Regions from separate parts of the Zea mays genome. Here region 2 is linked to region 1. A link is a contact called in public Hi-C data. All regions are on one chromosome and are shown on one strand. Each heading gives the region's core, a stretch centred on a gene start, on an enhancer-like site or on the middle of the called end of the contact. The rest is flanking DNA. Distances are from core to core; before and after follow the strand shown.

The links. Hi-C and Micro-C count contacts between places; a contact is called where the count stands out from the background.
Region 2: a contact with region 1 is called in a Hi-C map of leaf, with 4 times the contacts expected there. The contact joins the promoter of LOC100381487 here to the promoter of LOC103646067 in region 1. A contact is called at or near these places in 3 of 25 Hi-C or Micro-C datasets (bundle sheath, ear and leaf).

What each region holds. Positions count from the first base shown.
Region 1 is chr2:17,953,308-17,957,362 of Zm-B73-REFERENCE-NAM-5.0, reverse strand. It overlaps LOC103646067 (WD repeat-containing protein 44), which reads left to right and starts at 1,884. Exons shown (of 7, transcript XM_020548183.2): 1 at 1,884-4,049. The coding sequence starts at 3,021.
Region 2 is chr2:18,195,241-18,198,695 of Zm-B73-REFERENCE-NAM-5.0, reverse strand. It overlaps LOC100381487, which reads right to left and starts at 1,755. Exons shown (of 14, transcript NM_001361434.1): 1 at 1,366-1,755; 2 at 252-935. The coding sequence starts at 1,539.

The DNA.
Region 1 (4,055 bases), core at 635-3,134:
CTAGATGCTTGCCGCCCCATCTTTTAGAAGGAAAAAAAGAAAGAAAAGAAAGCAGTGGACACCTGATCAACTACCGAGCCTGCTTCGGTGCCGTGACCGGGAAATCTTTCGGAGCAGGAGGAGGCTCTCCGTGTCCGTACGTCCCAACGGAGGTGGTAGACCGAGACGCCGGATAAGTCTAAGGACGAAATTTAGTGACCAGAGATTACGAGAGGATCGAGGGATTAAAAAGAAATAAACTACCCTTTAATCCTCTAATCCTCTTGTAATCTCGTTGTCACCAAATCAACCAGCTGGTAAACCTCCCTTCCCTCCCAGGCTCCCAGCAGAGAGCAGCAGCTTTCGTGCAAAGATGGGCACGTGGATAAAATAGATATAAACAAAACACAAAGGCTTGGACGCATGGGGTTGCTGCCGTGCCGCCCTCGCGCTCGCGTTGCCATCTTCGCCCAACCACGAATCAACTCTGGAGCTGCAGGGTTGTTGGGGTTAGCTAGAGATGGATACGTCGTCCATGCATCTGCTCATGCATATCCAGCTGGGTTCTTTAAACTAGCGGACGTACAGCTCGAATCTACGTACTTAGCCCATTATCAGCACCTATCTTTGTGTTTTTTTCCCCAGTCTGCTCACTCATGTATCAAAAGCCACCACACATGCAGAGCAGGTGGCTGCGTTCCATGCATGCAGAGTTTTTTTTAACGTCACTGCTGACCGATGCGTCTTTAGGGCCCGTATGTAATCCAGCTTATTTTATATAAATTATATAATCTGGATTGTGTAATCTAGTTTATATAATCCTATTACAGATGTTTGTTTACATAAATTATTAGTAGATAAAAAGCTAAACAATAATCTAAAATAAGCATCTACTAATTTATTTATGAATTATCATAACCTAGACATCTAGATTATATAATTCACTCCAATACCTAGAGCCGGCTAGCCGCTGCAACGACTGTTAATAAATAAATAAATTCCCTCGTCCAAAAAGGGCTGGAATTGATGCAGGCTAAAATCAAAATGCTCGGCACTACTGACCGTCTGACCCGAACACAGACAGAGCAGCAGCCCCAGCTGACGGGTTGACCCAGACCGAGTCGCCACTCGCCAACAAGAGATCGAGCTCTGTGAAATAGTTTTGACGTGTTCCCGTTTTTTTTTTCTTTTTCTTGCGTGAATAGGTAAAAGAAGAAATCGCACCGCGCGCCTGCATCCTGCACCTGTACGCGCAAGGGGGGACCAAGCAGCGGACGGCAGTAGCATGTTAGGTGCATCAAACTGTTCCCCTCCCCCGCTTTGATGAGCGCCTTTGTTTGGCGCAACGCGAGCGCCCAGCCCAGCTAGTAATTTGCCGTTTCCAAGCAACACTTTGCAGCTGCAGAGCACACAACACAAGCTAGCTAGAGTCAGATTTGTGCCAACATACATATACATGTGTTCCCCCTTCGTCGCTGCTCAGAACCAACGGCAGGGATCGATCGTAGTAGTAATCCTCCTACTCTCGTTCGTTCTGCCCAATGCAGAGCCGAGCAGTACTGTACTGTGCTGTTTCTGTTACAATTCACTGCCACGACGAATGGCTCGTGTCGTGGCATGCAGGCCATGCGCCTGCTGTTGCTAATGCTAACCTCAGCACATCGGTTTTCCACAGCAGAAAAAAAGATCTCTTTCTCTCTGCGGACGGTCCTATCAGGCAAGGGTTACACGAGCAGATCGGTGTGCTGCAGCGCCGATGCACCCGGTTGCAGTACGCATAGACCCAGGCCTAGACCTGCACGATTTATTGCCGCTGCTACTACAGCAGCTCACCACCTATTACTGCTACAAAACGACGACCGGAAGTGAGACGAAAAGGAGAGAAAAAACATACATACCGAAGAACAGAAGAACAAAGGAAAGATAAAAAGAAAGGAAAGTGTGAGAGGCGTCATCAGAGGGTGTGAGATGAACCAACCCAGCAGCAAGAAATGATTAAGAGGCAAGAGGCAAATCTGCGACAGTGCATTGTTTTAGCGGGAACTGTGCAGTATTTTCCTCGTTTTTTTCCCTCTGAGCAGCACAGTGCATCTTCAGAAATTTATTTTTGCGTCCGTCCTCCAAATCTGGCGATGGTGATGGGGGACTCGGACGGGACTGGGACCCCCACACACCCAGCACGGCTGGCCAGCTCCTCTCCTCCTCCTCCTCCGCCTCCCACGTCCGTCGTAATAAATCGCCCCGTCGTCTCCAATTCCCCCCCTCCTCTCCTTTCTCCCCGCCCGCGTGAGATCGGCTCGAATCCAATCCTCTCCAATAATACGCACCGGCACCCATTTGCGCCATGCTGCCGCGGCCGGCCACCACGACGAGCCAAGAACACGCGCGGCATCCCTGAGCCACCCACCCAGGCTTACCAAAACGGATTCCTTTTCCCTCTTGGATCCCAGCCGCTCCCAAGCGTGCGCGCGAATTCTCTGCTTGCCTCGCCCAGGTGAGCTTCTCCCCCCACCCCCCACCCCTGCCATCAGTTTCTTCCTTTTCTAATCCCTCATTATTCCCCCTCTACCATCATCAATCAATCTATTGGTTTCGACGAGATATGTGGTGGTGAATTCGGCGGGTCTTGAGAGGGGGAAGGGATTTTTAAAAAAAAAACCCTGAAATTTTGTCAGCGGTTCCTTGGCCTGGCTGCCCGCTTTAATAATGGCCGCGCGGCTGGTTGGCTTGCCAGGCCAGATGCATTGCTCAGGAGGCAGGAGCGCTTGGGCCGTGCGAGCTGCGGGATTTGGGAGATGCGTGCAGTTGAATGCGTGGGATTCGCCGTGATTTGTTTATGCTGATCGCCCTCTCCTCCCGACCCGTGCTCCCTCCGCGTCCGCTCTCTCCCTTTTTCTCGTCCCCAGTTGCCGCCGAGCCAATTCAGCGCCGCTTTACTGTTATATAAGCCGCGCCTCCGCACCGGACCAGGGCTCTGAGATGTGTTTATCTTTCTCTCCTCGCAGCGCCGTGTGCTCTTGTGCTGAAGATCCATCCCATCCATGGAAGGGTGCCAACTGCTAGTAGGCTGTAGGATGGAGATGGAGGAGGAAGCGTTCTTTGACTCGCGAGAGGAGCTCACGGCGTCGCCGGCGCCCAGCCCGGGCCCTGCATTGCCGTGGTCGGGAAGCCTCGACAGTGTGTGTCAGAGGAGGGAGCGGTTCATGAGAAGCATGGGCCTAGAGTGCTGCCCGGCTCCCCTGCAGGCCGATGCCGTGGCCACCGTGGGCGATGTCGACAAGGAGGAAGAGGCTGTGCCGGAATTTGGGAGATCGTGGTCGCAGTCGGATGAGAACGACTGCTCCATGTCGAGTTGGTCCACGGAGGAGACGAAGAGCTTAGAGGATGGTGTCTCGGATGACAATTCTGTCAGTGGATCCAGCCGGGATGATGCTAGCAGCAAGGTGAGCAGGAGTTTCAGTTCGTTGTCCTTCATCCAGAGGCTCATGAGCCGCAGTGGTAAGCTCTCTGGTGTTCCCAAGGCGGTCGAGAGGAGGAGAAACGGATGGCTTCGGAGGCTGGGCTTGAGGTCTGGTATCCTCGATCATGGAGGCGATGAGGCTAGCACCAGCTCCTCAGAGAGTGAGCAAAACAGGGGTGGAAGGTATGAAAGGGTCAAGGTCCGCAGCTACAGGAAGCGGTCGAAAGAACTGTCAGCAGTTTATCAAGGCCAAGTGATTAAGGGCCATGATGGTGCCATCCTGGCTATGAAGTTTAGTCCGGATGGGCAGTTTCTTGCTACTGGAGGGGAAGATGGAGTTGTCAGGGTCTGGGGCGTCGCGCAGTCTGAGGACTGCAAAATCCCAATGGATGATCCTTCTTGTGTTTACCTCAAAGCTCATCGCCAGAGTGGCTTGGGTCCTGTTGATGCTGACAATGAGAAGAAATGCAAAGTTAAGGGCGTGAAGCAATCTGCAGATTCTGCCTGTGTTGTGATTCCAACAGTGGTGTTCCAGATCTCAAAGCAACCACTGCATGAGTTCCGTGGTCACTCTGGTGACGTACTGAGTCTGTCATGGTCTAACAACAAGGTCAGT
Region 2 (3,455 bases), core at 506-3,005, 240 kb before region 1:
ATATGGTTACATTTTTAGAAAGTAAGACTTCTAGTAACCGAACCAACATACATATAGTATGAATGTACACTCCATGGAAAAGAGATAATAATTAACACGTGAAGATCTAAGATATGATTACAAACATATGTGGATACAAAATATTATCAAGTATATAACTCATGCAGTAGCACAGAGCTAGGAATTTCCTTGAGATGTTCGGTGATTAGATAAATAGTGTTCGAAACCTAAATCGTAAGATGATGTCTTACACGAATATGGACATACAAATAGGAAAGCAAATCGGTGCCCCGTGGGAAATTCTCAAACTCCACATTTGCATCAGTATTCAAACCCTCCTGGCACAATGTAAGACCTGCAAACTTAGGGAAACAAATATTTCCAAGGGATTTAACATGCCTTCTTAACTCCTCGGTGTGTAGATAAACTTCCAGAAGAGTGACCTCTGAAGTGGGATCACAACTCATTCCATTTGAAATCTTGGAAGCTATACCAGATTGGCCCACTGAACGCCTAAGCCTAATTGATGCTAGTAAAGTATTCAATGAACAGAAATAGCCTTCGAGGACCTTATTAACTGCTGCTGCAAATGCTTGGTTTACTAGAGTGTAAGGCTGATGCTGCTTAGTGTCTTTATCTCCAGAATCTTCATGTTCGTGAACTTCTCTACTTGCACAGTTCATTTCTCGACTTTGGAAAAGATAAAAGTGCACAAACTTGCAAAGGAAGAAGACCGCAAGACCTGTCGAGCGGAAAGATTTGAGAATACTCCCCATGGATGTGGTGCTCGAGGAACGTAACCACACATTTGGGACACGGTTAGAGGTCCTGTCAGCCGGATTTGAGGAAGACAGTGCTGAAAGCTCCTCAATCTCATCTAACGATGTTTTGACACCATACAGCGCATGCAAGGCCAGATGAATCAAAGCATCATCCTGCACAACAAAAATGATCCTCACACTTATTAGCGGCCTAATGCTAAGGGGGTGTTTGAATGCACTAGAGCTAATAGTTAGTTGGCTAAAAATTTGTTAGTAGAATTAGCTAGCTAACAAATAACTAGCTAACTAGTAGCTAATTTACTAAAAATAGCTAATAGCTGAAATATTAACTAGGGTGTTTAGATGTTTATAGCTAATTTTAGCCACTAACATTAGCTCTAGTGCATTCAAACACCCCCTAAATATATTGGTACTCATATATGATAGAAATACAGAGTTTCAGATAAGAAGTTACGGATCCAAAAGCTAAAATGTTCAATGCAGCATATAATTTCCTGGAAAAAAGTTCCCCAAGCTATCTTTTACCCACACTCTCGCTGAATTCTTAAAATTACGACCAAAGTAGGTGATAGATTCCACTCACAGTAACCGATGCGAGCTCGTAGATCGGCTGCAGGCGAGGGCGTCCTCCAAGGTGAGAGACGCGAGCAGCACCGCTCTCAGGTATGACTGACTCCCAGGTTCCCGGCGGCGTCCAGGGCCCGTTCACGCGCAAGGTGGAAAGCAGCGTCGAGAGGCTGGAGGCGGCCGCCTCCATCCCGGGAGGGCCTAACTAGGGTTTATTTGCCCTCCCGCGTGATTTGGTGGAACCCACATCCAACGTTCCAAGCGCAGAACGAAGGATGGGGGAGCAGAAGGAGACGAACATAGGGGTGCCGTGCACTGGTGGTGGTAGAGCACGACGCCGACGAGATGCACCGGCGAGGGCGAGGGAGTGGACGGTTGGTGAATTGGTGAGAAGCGGGCCTGCGATAATTGGAAAATGGAATTTCGCGGGTTTGTTGTTCTGGAGATCTGCTTCGGCTGAGCTGAGTGCGGCCCAGATCGTTCCGAGGCACGCGTCAATTTGGCCTACGAGGGCCTGATTAGGCGGCCTCCAACATTTCACCGGAGCGCACTCCCTCCCTCGGCTCCGTGTAAGAATGGTGTGAAGCGGCCTCCAACCACGAGTGGGCAATTTTTTACCATAGACCAAAAACCAAACCGTACCGAAATTTTAGTTTAGTTCGATAGTTAGGTTTCGGTTTTTTATCTAAAAATTTCAGTTTTTTATCGTAATCGGTATATACCGTATGTCAAACTGAGACAACAAAAAAAACCGAATAACAAACTTTATCAATTTAAAATTTGACTATTCAATTATGTAAATTAAATGTGTGATACAATTAAATTGTTATTCACTTATTTATATGTGATGTATGAGTATGACGTATCTCTAAATATTTGTACCTATATAATTTTTACTTTTTTATAATTATGTGTAATCTATCATGTAAGCTTGTTGTATGTGTTGTCTTGAGTATAAGTCTGGTATTCGGTTTTTACCGAAAAATCGAAGTAAAAAACTGAAACCGAACTTCTCTATTTTTCATTTTATAGAAAACCGATCGGTTGCTAATGTCTAAAAAATGAATTTTTAAAACCGAAAAAACCTAGGCAGCTAGGCCTCCTCCTCACGGTATAGATTGCCAAACAGGTCGTACATAGCAAGTTGGCCCCATGTACGATTGTCGGCGTTTCGGATCCGGGGGTCCCTGGACCGACCAGTAAATTTGTCGTTGCGTGCCCCTGCCCAGATGGGTTGGCGCAAGATGGAACACAAGGGGAATGTGGCTTATATTATCTCGCACCAGGGGTGTGCTCGTAGTAGGGGTTACAAGCGTCGCGAGGGAGAGAGCATGTTCGTTAGCTCGTTCCCCCGCGCGACCTCCCCCGCAGGAAGGCTCTGGACCTCCCTTTTATAGATACAAGGAGAGGGTCCAGATGTACAATGGGGGTGTAGCTATGCGCTAACGTGTCTGGCAGAGGAGTGCCTGAGCCCTGTGTACATGCCAACGTGGCTGTCGGAGAAGTGTTTGAGCCCTGTGTACGCGATAATGTGGCCGTCGGAGAAGTGCCTGAGCCCTGTAGAAGCACAACTGTCGATGCTGCTGGGATCCTGCTGACGTCTCCTTGCTTCCGTAGGGGGCTTGAGAACCACCGATGTCATGGACGCACGCGGGGAACCATCATTACCTATTACCGGGGCGAGCCAGATGGGACGCCGGTCTTGTTCCCTCGTAGCCTGAGCTAGCTAGGGTAGGGTAATGATGTATCCCCTGTGACGTGGTCGGTCCGAGCCCAAGGTCGGGTGAGGCGGAGACTTCTCCTGAGGCCGAGGCCGGGGTCGGGCGAGGACGCGATTCCTCCCAAGGCCGAGGCTGAGGCCGAGCCCTGGGGTCGGGCGAGGCGGAGACCTCCTTCCGAGGCCGAGGCCTAAGGTCGGGCGAGGCGGAGCTTCCTGTTGCGCCCGAGGCTGAACTCGGCTGTTGTCAGTCTCACCCTGGTGGGTGGCACAGCAGTCGGAGCGGGGCGAGCGGCGCTGTTTTCCTGTCAGGTCGGTCAGTGAAAGGGCGAAGTGACTGCGGTCACTTCGACCTTGCCGACTGAGGCACGCGTGTTAGGATAAGGTGT